Regions from separate parts of the Mus musculus genome. Here all the other regions are linked to region 2. A link is a contact called in public HiChIP or PLAC-seq data. All regions are on one chromosome and are shown on one strand. The core of a region is the stretch at or near the end of the contact, and the rest is flanking DNA. Distances in the headings are between cores, read along the strand shown.

Region 1 (2,745 bases), core at 233-2,732, 800 kb after region 2:
GGCAGGAGTCTGTTTCAGTGATTCTGATATTAACAACTGCTTTGTGACACTAGACTTTCTTTTTTCTTTTTCATTTTTTCCTCTCAAGACAGAGTTTCTCTGTAGTCTTAGCCATAGTACAGACTGGCCACGAACTCATCCACCTACCTTGAGGCTTCATTTTCTTTATTTCATTTCCTTTTCTTTCTTTTTCTTTTTTTAAAGATTTATTTATTATATGTGAGTACACTGTAGCTGTCTTTAGACATACCAGAAGAGGGCATCTCATTACAGATAGTTGTGAGCCACCATGTGATTGCTGGGATTTGAACTCAGGACCTCCAGAAGAGCAGTTGGTGCTCTTAACCACTGAGCCATCTCTCCAACCCTTATATATATATATATTAAAAGAAACTGATGTGTCATGAGTGTTTTGCCTGCATGTGCATCTGTGTACCACATGTGTACTTGTTGCCTGAGGAGGAGAGCCTCCATGTGGGTGCTGGGAATAGAACCCAGGTCTTCCACAACAAGAAGTGCCCTTAACCACTGAGCTAACTCTTTAGCCCTGGGCTTTGTCTTCATAAGATTTCTTTATGACGTGTTTCTGTATGATGAGGACAGAAGGCATAAATACCCTAGAACCGGAGTTATGGTAGGTTGTAAGCCACCATGTGGGTGCTTGGGTCTTCTGCAAGAGCAGCCAGTACCTTTAATTGCTGAGCCATGACTCCAGATGTGTTTTTTAAATTAACATATTTTATTTATGAGCGTGTGTTTGTGTCTGAGGACAACTTGTGCGGATGGAACTCAGGTCATTATGTTTGGTGGCAAGCCTCTTTAAACCACTGAGCCATGTCGCTGTCCTGGAATAGGTTTTCTATGAACTTTGTACTTTTCCCTGTTGAAATTGTAAATTGGCTTCAGATGCTTCATAATCTCCCCAAACTTGCTTCCTTTCTGGCTATTATTGTCTCCTTGGTGTTACCAGAGAGGGTTGGGCGCAGGTTTGTTTTCTTGGGGATTCCTTCTTCTCCAGAGGCACAGGCTAGATGTGGATTACTGGAAGGAGACAGCCGTCCACCTCGTTCTCTGCAGGTGGATTGGCTTGGTGGGTAGGTTGAACTGTCTGCGGTCCGGGGGAGAGGGGTGACCGCTCAGCCGATCGCACCTTCTCACTGGAGGTCAACACCGAAGTTCCTGAGAGGAAGCTTTGCGAGGCCCCGGGCGCGTCTCAGAGTTACAAGAGGTGGCCGTGCAGGGCTCGGGCGAGGTCAGCGTGAGTCAGCCCTGGGCGCGGCCGAGCTCTGTGCACTAAGCTGGCCATGGCTGAGGGGCGCTTAGCAGCCCAAGTGGGAAACCCAGTCGCTTAGCGCAGCGTCGCCAGTCTTTGGGGCTGGGAGGGCGGTGCTTCCGGGTAGGCCCGCCCAGCCTCGCCTCCAGGGAACCACGCCCACATAAGACCACGCCCACAGGGAGCCCCTCCCTTCCCGACCCCGCCCATCCGGGTGCGGGCGGGTGGCGTCGCCTTTAAGAGCTCCCCGGTGTTTTGGGGGCCGCGGGCCGGGCGCGCTGACCTGGTGCGCATGTCCCGGGCGGTGACGCCGGCGCCGGGCTCCATGTGTGCGGCCGAGGGGCGCATTATCTGGCCGGCGGCGCGGGCGGGCGGAGCGGCGGAGCGAGCGCCGCGGGCCCGGGCGGCCCCTCAGGCGCAGCGAGCACGCGCGGCCGGCGCCCCCCGCCCCCAGCCCTGTGGACACGCGCGCTGCCCCTGGGCCCGGTCGGCGCGCGGCCGGGTAAGTTCCTAGCAAACTTGGCAAGGCGGGGCGGGGGCGCGGGAAAGTGGGAGCGCGGTCGTATTCGGTTTGCTGCGCTGCGGTTCGCTTCGCCTGCGCCGCTGGAAAGTTCCCCACCGCCCTCGCACGTGGGGCTGGGGTCCCTGGTCCCCGGAGCCGGGAAGTGGCCGAGTCGCCTCACTCCCTCCTGAGCTTTTCAGGCTGGGAGGCCGCCCCAAGGGGGGCGGCGGGCACACAGCACGTGGACGAGTGGCGTGGGGTGAGAGTCCACGGGAGGGTCGGGGGTCCGAGCCCGGCGGCGGCGTTAAATTCGGCGGCGACGGCGGCGGCGGAGGCGGCGGAGGATCCCGTGTCAGAATAAGAGTCCCTGCGCGCCCACGCCTGCAGGGCCGGTCCCCCCCCCCCCCCACCGTCCTGCTTGGGCTCGCGCCCTTCCTGCTTGACCCTGGGGAGCCATGGGACCCTTCCCCCTCTCTTGGTTCCTGTTTTCCTCATGGCCCTCCACTTTAAATTTGCCTCCGGGTGTACGATGTGGCTCCAATAATTTCTTTTTTCTTCCACCTGGAACGGGTTGGCATCAGTGACTAGACAGCAGCAGCTGGCCTTTTAAAGGGATTAATGCCAAGAATCGGAATTGATCACTTCAACAAGGAAAGGCTTCTGGGCAGGCCTCAGCCGCAGCCGGACTGCGCTCTCCGGAACCCTGAAATGAATGGGGACCCCTCATTAAGACCTGTATGGCAGAATGTTTTGTTTTTCCTTCCCGCCCCTGCAGTTTTAGCAGAGGCTGCAAGTTCTACCTACCTGACTCACTTCAGGTAGTTCACTCTTATCTTGTGGCTTTGGATTCTTTAGGACAAAGTCCTGGTGAGTCTCCTGAGCCTTACATTTTCTTGACAGCATTAACTTCTTTTTATCTTCTTGGAGTATGCAGCACTCCCACGTCCCTGTTAATGTGTGTGTCCATTCA
Region 2 (2,700 bases), core at 40-2,539:
CCTGCATCCCAGCTACCTAGCAGGCTGGGATCCTGGCTAGGGCAATAGGGCAAAATCTCATCTCTAAAATGAAGTGTTTCCAGGCATGGCTGTATACACATGTAATCCTAACACTTGGAGGTGGGGGCGTGGGGAGGCACGAAGCAGAAGGATCATGAGTTCAGATACAGCCTGGGCTAATAACAAGACCCTGTTTCAAATAATAAAGCCAAAGGAATCAATGATTAAAAGCACTGGCTGCTCTTCTAGAGGACCCAGGTTGTATTCCCAGCACCTACATGGCAGCTCACAGCCGTAACTCAAGTTCTAGAGCATCCGATGTCTCTTCTAACTTCCACAGACACCAGGTACTCACAAGGCGCACAGTTGAACATGAAGAAAAACACAAAATCTTAAAAAGGAAAAATCCAAAACGCTGGGCGTCATAGCTCTTGCTTTTAATTCCAGTCGGGTTATACGCGGCTGTAATTTACTGAACCTGGATCCTGTGCAAGAGCAGTGAGCATGCTTAACTGCCGAACTCTCGCTGCAACCCCTCCGTCCCAATTTTCTACCCTAGTCTTTGCGGTGAGCTAAAATAGATAAATGAATCCCTCGGAAATCAGCCGAACAAGCTCGGCAACTTCTGGTTCTCTCCGTCTCGCCAGAGTCTGTCCGTATTTCCGGAAACAATCTCGCTTCCGGACGCTGATAAGCCGCATTCTCGCGCGTGTTGGGCCGGAGACACTTCGGCTGTTTCCGGACGCCTAGGGTTGTCATGGCAGTGCCTTCGCCTTCCATTCCTTCCACCAGCGGCTCTCCATTGAGGGTACAGCTGCCGAGCTCGTCCAGTGGACCTTCGGCAATTTCCGGAAGCTATCGGCGGCCTCCGAGTCAACTCCCAAGGCCTGGAGTTGAGGTCGTTCGGTTCCTCCCAGACACATTCCGCGGTCTGGCAGGTTCACGACTTCGTAAAAAACACAAACAAACCCCTGTTATGGCACGTTCTGCTGCTTCCGGAATGGCTCGGGTATCTCAGAGTCCCAAGTCCACCGAGCCCAGCTTCGGACCGAATGCGTTCCCGACCCTTCCGCTTTCTAGTGTTTTCGTGAGCCTCCGACGGCCGTGCTCGGCTGTCTCCGACCAGCCTCGGCTGTCTCGTGGCAAAGCCCAGCCTCCCATTCCCGCGGGAGCACACTCGGCAGCTTCCGGAGGCTTGCCCGCGTGCCTCGGTCTTCGGGCTCCGCCTCGTGTGGGGGGAAAGGCCCGCCCTCCCGACCCGAGTGCGCTCGGCTATTTCCGCCTGGGGGCGGGCCCGAAGGCTTGGAACCGCGGCGACGGTGGCTGACGCAGGGATCCCGCGGCTGCGGCGACGGCGGCGGCGGTCGTGGTGGTGGCGACGGCGGCCGGAGTGGGTGAGTCGATGGTGGTGGGGAGGACCCGAGGAGAGAAGGAGCCGCACAAAACCGGGCTCCGAGCTGAGCGTGGGGCTGTGCAGCCTGCGGGGTAGAGACAGGGTCTCTAAGGCCGGGAGGTCCCCGCCCGCAACGGGGCGGAGAGCGGGACACGACCCCGGATCCGGCCACTTCCGTCGTCCAGGGGTCTTCGGGGTGCACGAGGGTCTAGGGGCCCGTCTGTGTGAGCACACAGACTATGCGTGCATCGTAGGCCCCTCCTTTTGCATTGGGGGTTCCGCGATACCCTCCCCCCATGGTGTGCAGACGTGCTCGGCACGGGGGCGGGCAGACGGGTGGCTTTCTTAGGAGAGGCCTCTCCGACCCTCAGTTTCCCTACCTATAACATGCAGGCCACAAGAGGCCGGACAGTGAGTCACACCGGATACCCTGGACCACAAAGCCTTAAGTCCCTCTAGGACACCTGCACCGGGTCCCCGAGATCTGGGGATGAAGCCCAGACCCTCCCCTTGGCACGCTAAACGCCTTTTTCATGGCTTCTTTCTGAAAGCCTCTGCATCCTAGACAGGCGTCTTCCACCATCGGGCCTTTGCAGGAACCGGTCTGTCTATGCATTGCCCTGTCCCTATACGAGGACCTGTCAGCCTTGCTCCCCCAGGAGGATGCACAGAAGACCCAACTGCAGGCTGGAATGGGGACCCAGGCTAGGACCCAATGTGGGGTGTCCAGCTCCTGTCCCCATCCTACTGTGGCACTAAGGTGACCATGGTTCTTCTTGACACCTCCCCTCTCTTGCATCACCAGAGAGCCCCAGGCTAAGGCAAGCTGGGGACACCCCTGCACCCTGTCTCAACCTCCCCTGCAGGAACCAAGGCTTCTGTTTCCTTGGATGCCCACCCAGGCCACAGCTCTTGATAGGCCATGTCCACTGCTCAGGTGTTCAACCCCTTCTTGGGGTTCCCCAATAACCCCAAGTCTAACTGGCCATGTGGTCACTGTCTTTGTTCCTGCCTTGAACTTGGGTGCATCTGTGGTTGGCTTCCTCCTGATGAGTGGGGTTCTTCAGAGAGCTCTGAACTTCAGTTCCCACAACCCTAGTGGGGACAGCAAAGCATTCAGCTCCCAGCACCCCGAAGAAAGGCTGTCAGTGTGGCCTCTCGGATGGGGAGACTAATCAGTAGTGGGACAGGGGCCAGCCCCAAGGTCACTGGGGGATTCTGTCCTGGCTCACTCCGCCTTGTCCATGTCCTTTAGGCTGGTGTTCCCGGCTGAGCATGGTAGCAGCCTGTGGTCTGGGTCCCTTCGT
Region 3 (2,822 bases), core at 299-2,798, 630 kb before region 2:
CCTTGCAGTCAATGTCAGGACCTGCGGCTGGCAGTTGGGTGCTCCCTTCCCAGCTGACACAGCCCCACGGGTTACCCACAAGCCAGCCACTAGCTCCAATGCCCCCCCAGGGCGCCCGGGCTGCAGAGAGTCCTCCACTGCAGTGACAAACGAAGCATCGCTGCTGTAGTCTGAGTTCTCGGTGGCCTCAGAGCTCTGGGGATGCACAGCCACCTCTACAGCCTCCACCTCCAGCTCAGCTCTATGCACGTGCAACTCCGAATCTTGAGAAACTCCAGAAGACTCTGCTAAGGCAGGTCCTTGGCATGTTTCAGTTTCAAAGCTACCCTGGGCTACATGAAACGTCTCTGCATATAGATGTATAAATGTATGGATAAATAAGTAATCAGATATAACACAGATATAAACAGGTATGATATAGACATGATAAATGATATAGGTGCGAGATGACTGACAGGTAGGTAATTGGCATGATAGTTATGTGACCGATAAGATAGACCATGGATAGTGATTGACACGATAGATGTACAAACAGAACTGGGCCGGGCAGTGTGGTAGCCCGGTACACCCCCTCAGTTCCTCTCACCTGTGGGTTCTCGGGTCTCATCAGGCTGGGTGGGCGTGTCCAGCTCCTGCAGCACTCGTGCGCAGTTGTGGTGTCGCTGCTGTAGTGCCCAGTCCAAGGGCCTGAGCCCATCCTGTGCAGTCACCGTCAGCAGGGGGCGTCCTTAACCCACCCTCCTGCCACCCATGTGTGCCTGCGCGGGGTACTGACCTGGTCCCGCAGTGTGGGGTCACCTCCTCGGCTCAGCAGCAACTCCAGAGCACCACAACAGCCCCACGCGGCAGCCACATGCACAGGCGTCAGCCCCTCCGCGGACCTGGGATCCCCAAAGACAGAGGAGAGGTGTGCGGCGTTGGTTCCTTTCCTAGGCAGTCTCGCATAGCCCAGGCTAGCCATGAACTCCTGCTCCTCCTGCCTCAGTTCCCCGTGCTGGGATGACCGGTGCCCACTACCATGTGAGACTCTAATTCACGGTCATCCTCTTGCCTCAGTCTCCCAGAGTGCCAGATGACAGTTATGGGACACCTTGTACCCGACCTTGGAAGCAGACATTTCCATCTTAGACCTGACTGACGCCTCGGACCCGGAGCCTGACGTCCAGTGCCGCTGTCCCAAGTCACGCCTACCGCACCCAGGGACCCGGGCCGCGCCTCACCGAGCATTGGGATCCGCTCCCCAGCGCAGCAGCATCCGAAGGCAATGCAGGGCGCGCGGGTGGCTCGCTCTGGCTGCCAGGTGCACCGCCGCAGCGCCATCGTCCAACACCAGGTTGGGGTCCGCTCCGAGGCGCAGCAGCTCCTCCACAGCCCTGCAGGAGGACGAGCACAGTAGACCTCAGACCTCCTGACCACCCGGGGAGCAGAAGGTCGGGTAGCACCCGGACCCGGCCGCCCTCACCGCGCCTCCTCCTCGCGTAGTGCTGCTAGCAGCCTCAGAGCCAAGCATGCAGTATCGGCCATGTCCCATAGGAGTCACCGCCCTCTGCAGTTCAAATTCGCGCGGCAACTGTCTACGCACGCGCAGCCACGCCCACCTCTGCTTCTGGCCCCGCCCCACGCCGATCGGGATTGACTAGCTGCACCCTACGTCCGGAGCAAGCCAGAGGGACTCCAGGGTTTGGTGCGTACATCTGGGATGCCAGGAGAATTACAGCAAATTCCAGGGGAGCTGGGGATAAAGAGCGGGGCCTCTCTTTGTCTTTAACAAAACAAACTCCTGGATACCCCTGACGGACCTCAAGGTATTCAAAAACTTACAGTCATTCTCCTGTCTCAGCCAACCGAGTGCTGGGATCAGACTCCCGAGGAACAGCATGGCACAGCTGAGTTGGCTGTAGCTCTGTGGAGTAGAGCTTTGAGAGGACCAGCGAGACGGCACAGCTGGTCAAGATGCTTGCTGCCAAGTCTAGTGACCTGGGTTCGATACCCAGAACCCACACATTGGAAAGAAGGAACAGGCGGACTTCGACACGTGTGCCTGGGCCGGGAGCCTGCACAAGCACACGCACGTGTGCACATACACATTAATTAATTAAAAAATATAAAGAGCTTCATTTTCCTTATTTGCAAATGGGAGTACAGGGCTCAACACTAAGTGCCCAATAAATGCAAAGGCCAGAAAATCAAGCTGACCTACTTTTTAAATTAACTAAAGTGTGTGGGTGTTTTGCTTGCATGACCAGAAATGGGGCATCGAATCCCCGGAAAGTGGACTTGTGAGACCCCGTGTGGGAGCTGAACCCGGGTGTTCCGCAAGAACAGCTTGTGCTCTAAATGGCTGAGTCATCATAGGCTCCTGGCCTATTTTTTATGCACCGTTTGATCCAGTGCTTCCCAATGCGGGCCCTGCTAACCTAGAACTGGCCTCCTCATGTCTCAGCCGCCTGTATCAAGGTGAGCCCAACTCCCACCCACTGCCATTTTGTTTTCTATAAATGGAGAAGGTGGACAGGTTGAACCTCTGGTCTGACCTGGGGCTGGGGGGTTCCTGGGTTTCCCTTCCTCTTCTAGGGCGCACACCCTATGTCCCCATCCTTGCCTAGGACATCAGGGTTCCAAACCCTAGGCAGTGATTGCTCATGGCGAGACCACATGGCTACACAAGTTCAATCAGATCAGGATACTGAGATTGGGGGTGACAGGTGTCATCAGAACCCACTTCCCACTTGGAGCTGGGACTTTTGTGTATCTAGGAGGTCCCAAATATGACAGCCATACCAGTTCCACTTTCAATAGATCTTCCCTGTTTCTGGAGGACT

Evidence for each region. HiChIP or PLAC-seq counts read pairs in DNA pulled down with a chosen protein or histone mark.
Region 1: a contact with region 2 is called in an HNF4G HiChIP or PLAC-seq map of pancreatic cancer cells. The contact joins the promoter of Gatad2a here to the promoter of Pik3r2 in region 2. A contact is called at or near these places in 1 of 484 Hi-C or Micro-C datasets (regulatory T cells), 1 of 115 datasets of contacts at active chromatin or transcription factors (pancreatic cancer cells) and 1 of 9 other capture datasets (adipose tissue).
Region 3: a contact with region 2 is called in an H3K4me3 HiChIP or PLAC-seq map of fetal liver, with 3 times the contacts expected there. The contact joins the promoter of Ankle1 here to the promoter of Pik3r2 in region 2. A contact is called at or near these places in 13 of 39 promoter capture datasets (the 3T3-L1 cell line, cranial neural crest, embryonic stem cells and 7 more), 3 of 484 Hi-C or Micro-C datasets (B cells and embryonic stem cells), 15 of 115 datasets of contacts at active chromatin or transcription factors (the NIH/3T3 cell line, the SCID.adh cell line, bone marrow-derived macrophages and 7 more) and 3 of 9 other capture datasets (adipose tissue, embryonic stem cells and liver).

Annotation. Positions count from the first base shown.
Region 1 is chr8:69,973,120-69,975,864 of GRCm38.p6, reverse strand. Gatad2a (GATA zinc finger domain containing 2A) reads left to right here and starts at 1,482. Exons shown (of 13, transcript NM_001113346.1): 1 at 1,482-1,775.
Region 2 is chr8:70,775,301-70,778,000 of GRCm38.p6, reverse strand. It overlaps Pik3r2 (phosphoinositide-3-kinase regulatory subunit 2), which reads left to right and starts at 1,289. Exons shown (of 16, transcript NM_008841.3): 1 at 1,289-1,394; 2 at 2,649-2,700. 2010320M18Rik (RIKEN cDNA 2010320M18 gene) reads right to left here and starts at 1,139. Exons shown (of 1, transcript NR_029440.1): 1 at 395-1,139.
Region 3 is chr8:71,404,738-71,407,559 of GRCm38.p6, reverse strand. Ankle1 (ankyrin repeat and LEM domain containing 1) reads right to left here and starts at 1,548. Exons shown (of 9, transcript NM_172756.3): 1 at 1,463-1,548; 2 at 1,221-1,373; 3 at 776-881; 4 at 587-698; 5 at 1-347. The coding sequence starts at 1,524. It overlaps Babam1 (BRISC and BRCA1 A complex member 1), which reads right to left. Exons shown (of 9, transcript NM_026636.2): 9 at 2,788-2,822. It overlaps Gm39193 (a long non-coding RNA gene), which reads left to right and starts at 1,549. Exons shown (of 2, transcript XR_870504.2): 1 at 1,549-1,684; 2 at 1,841-2,212.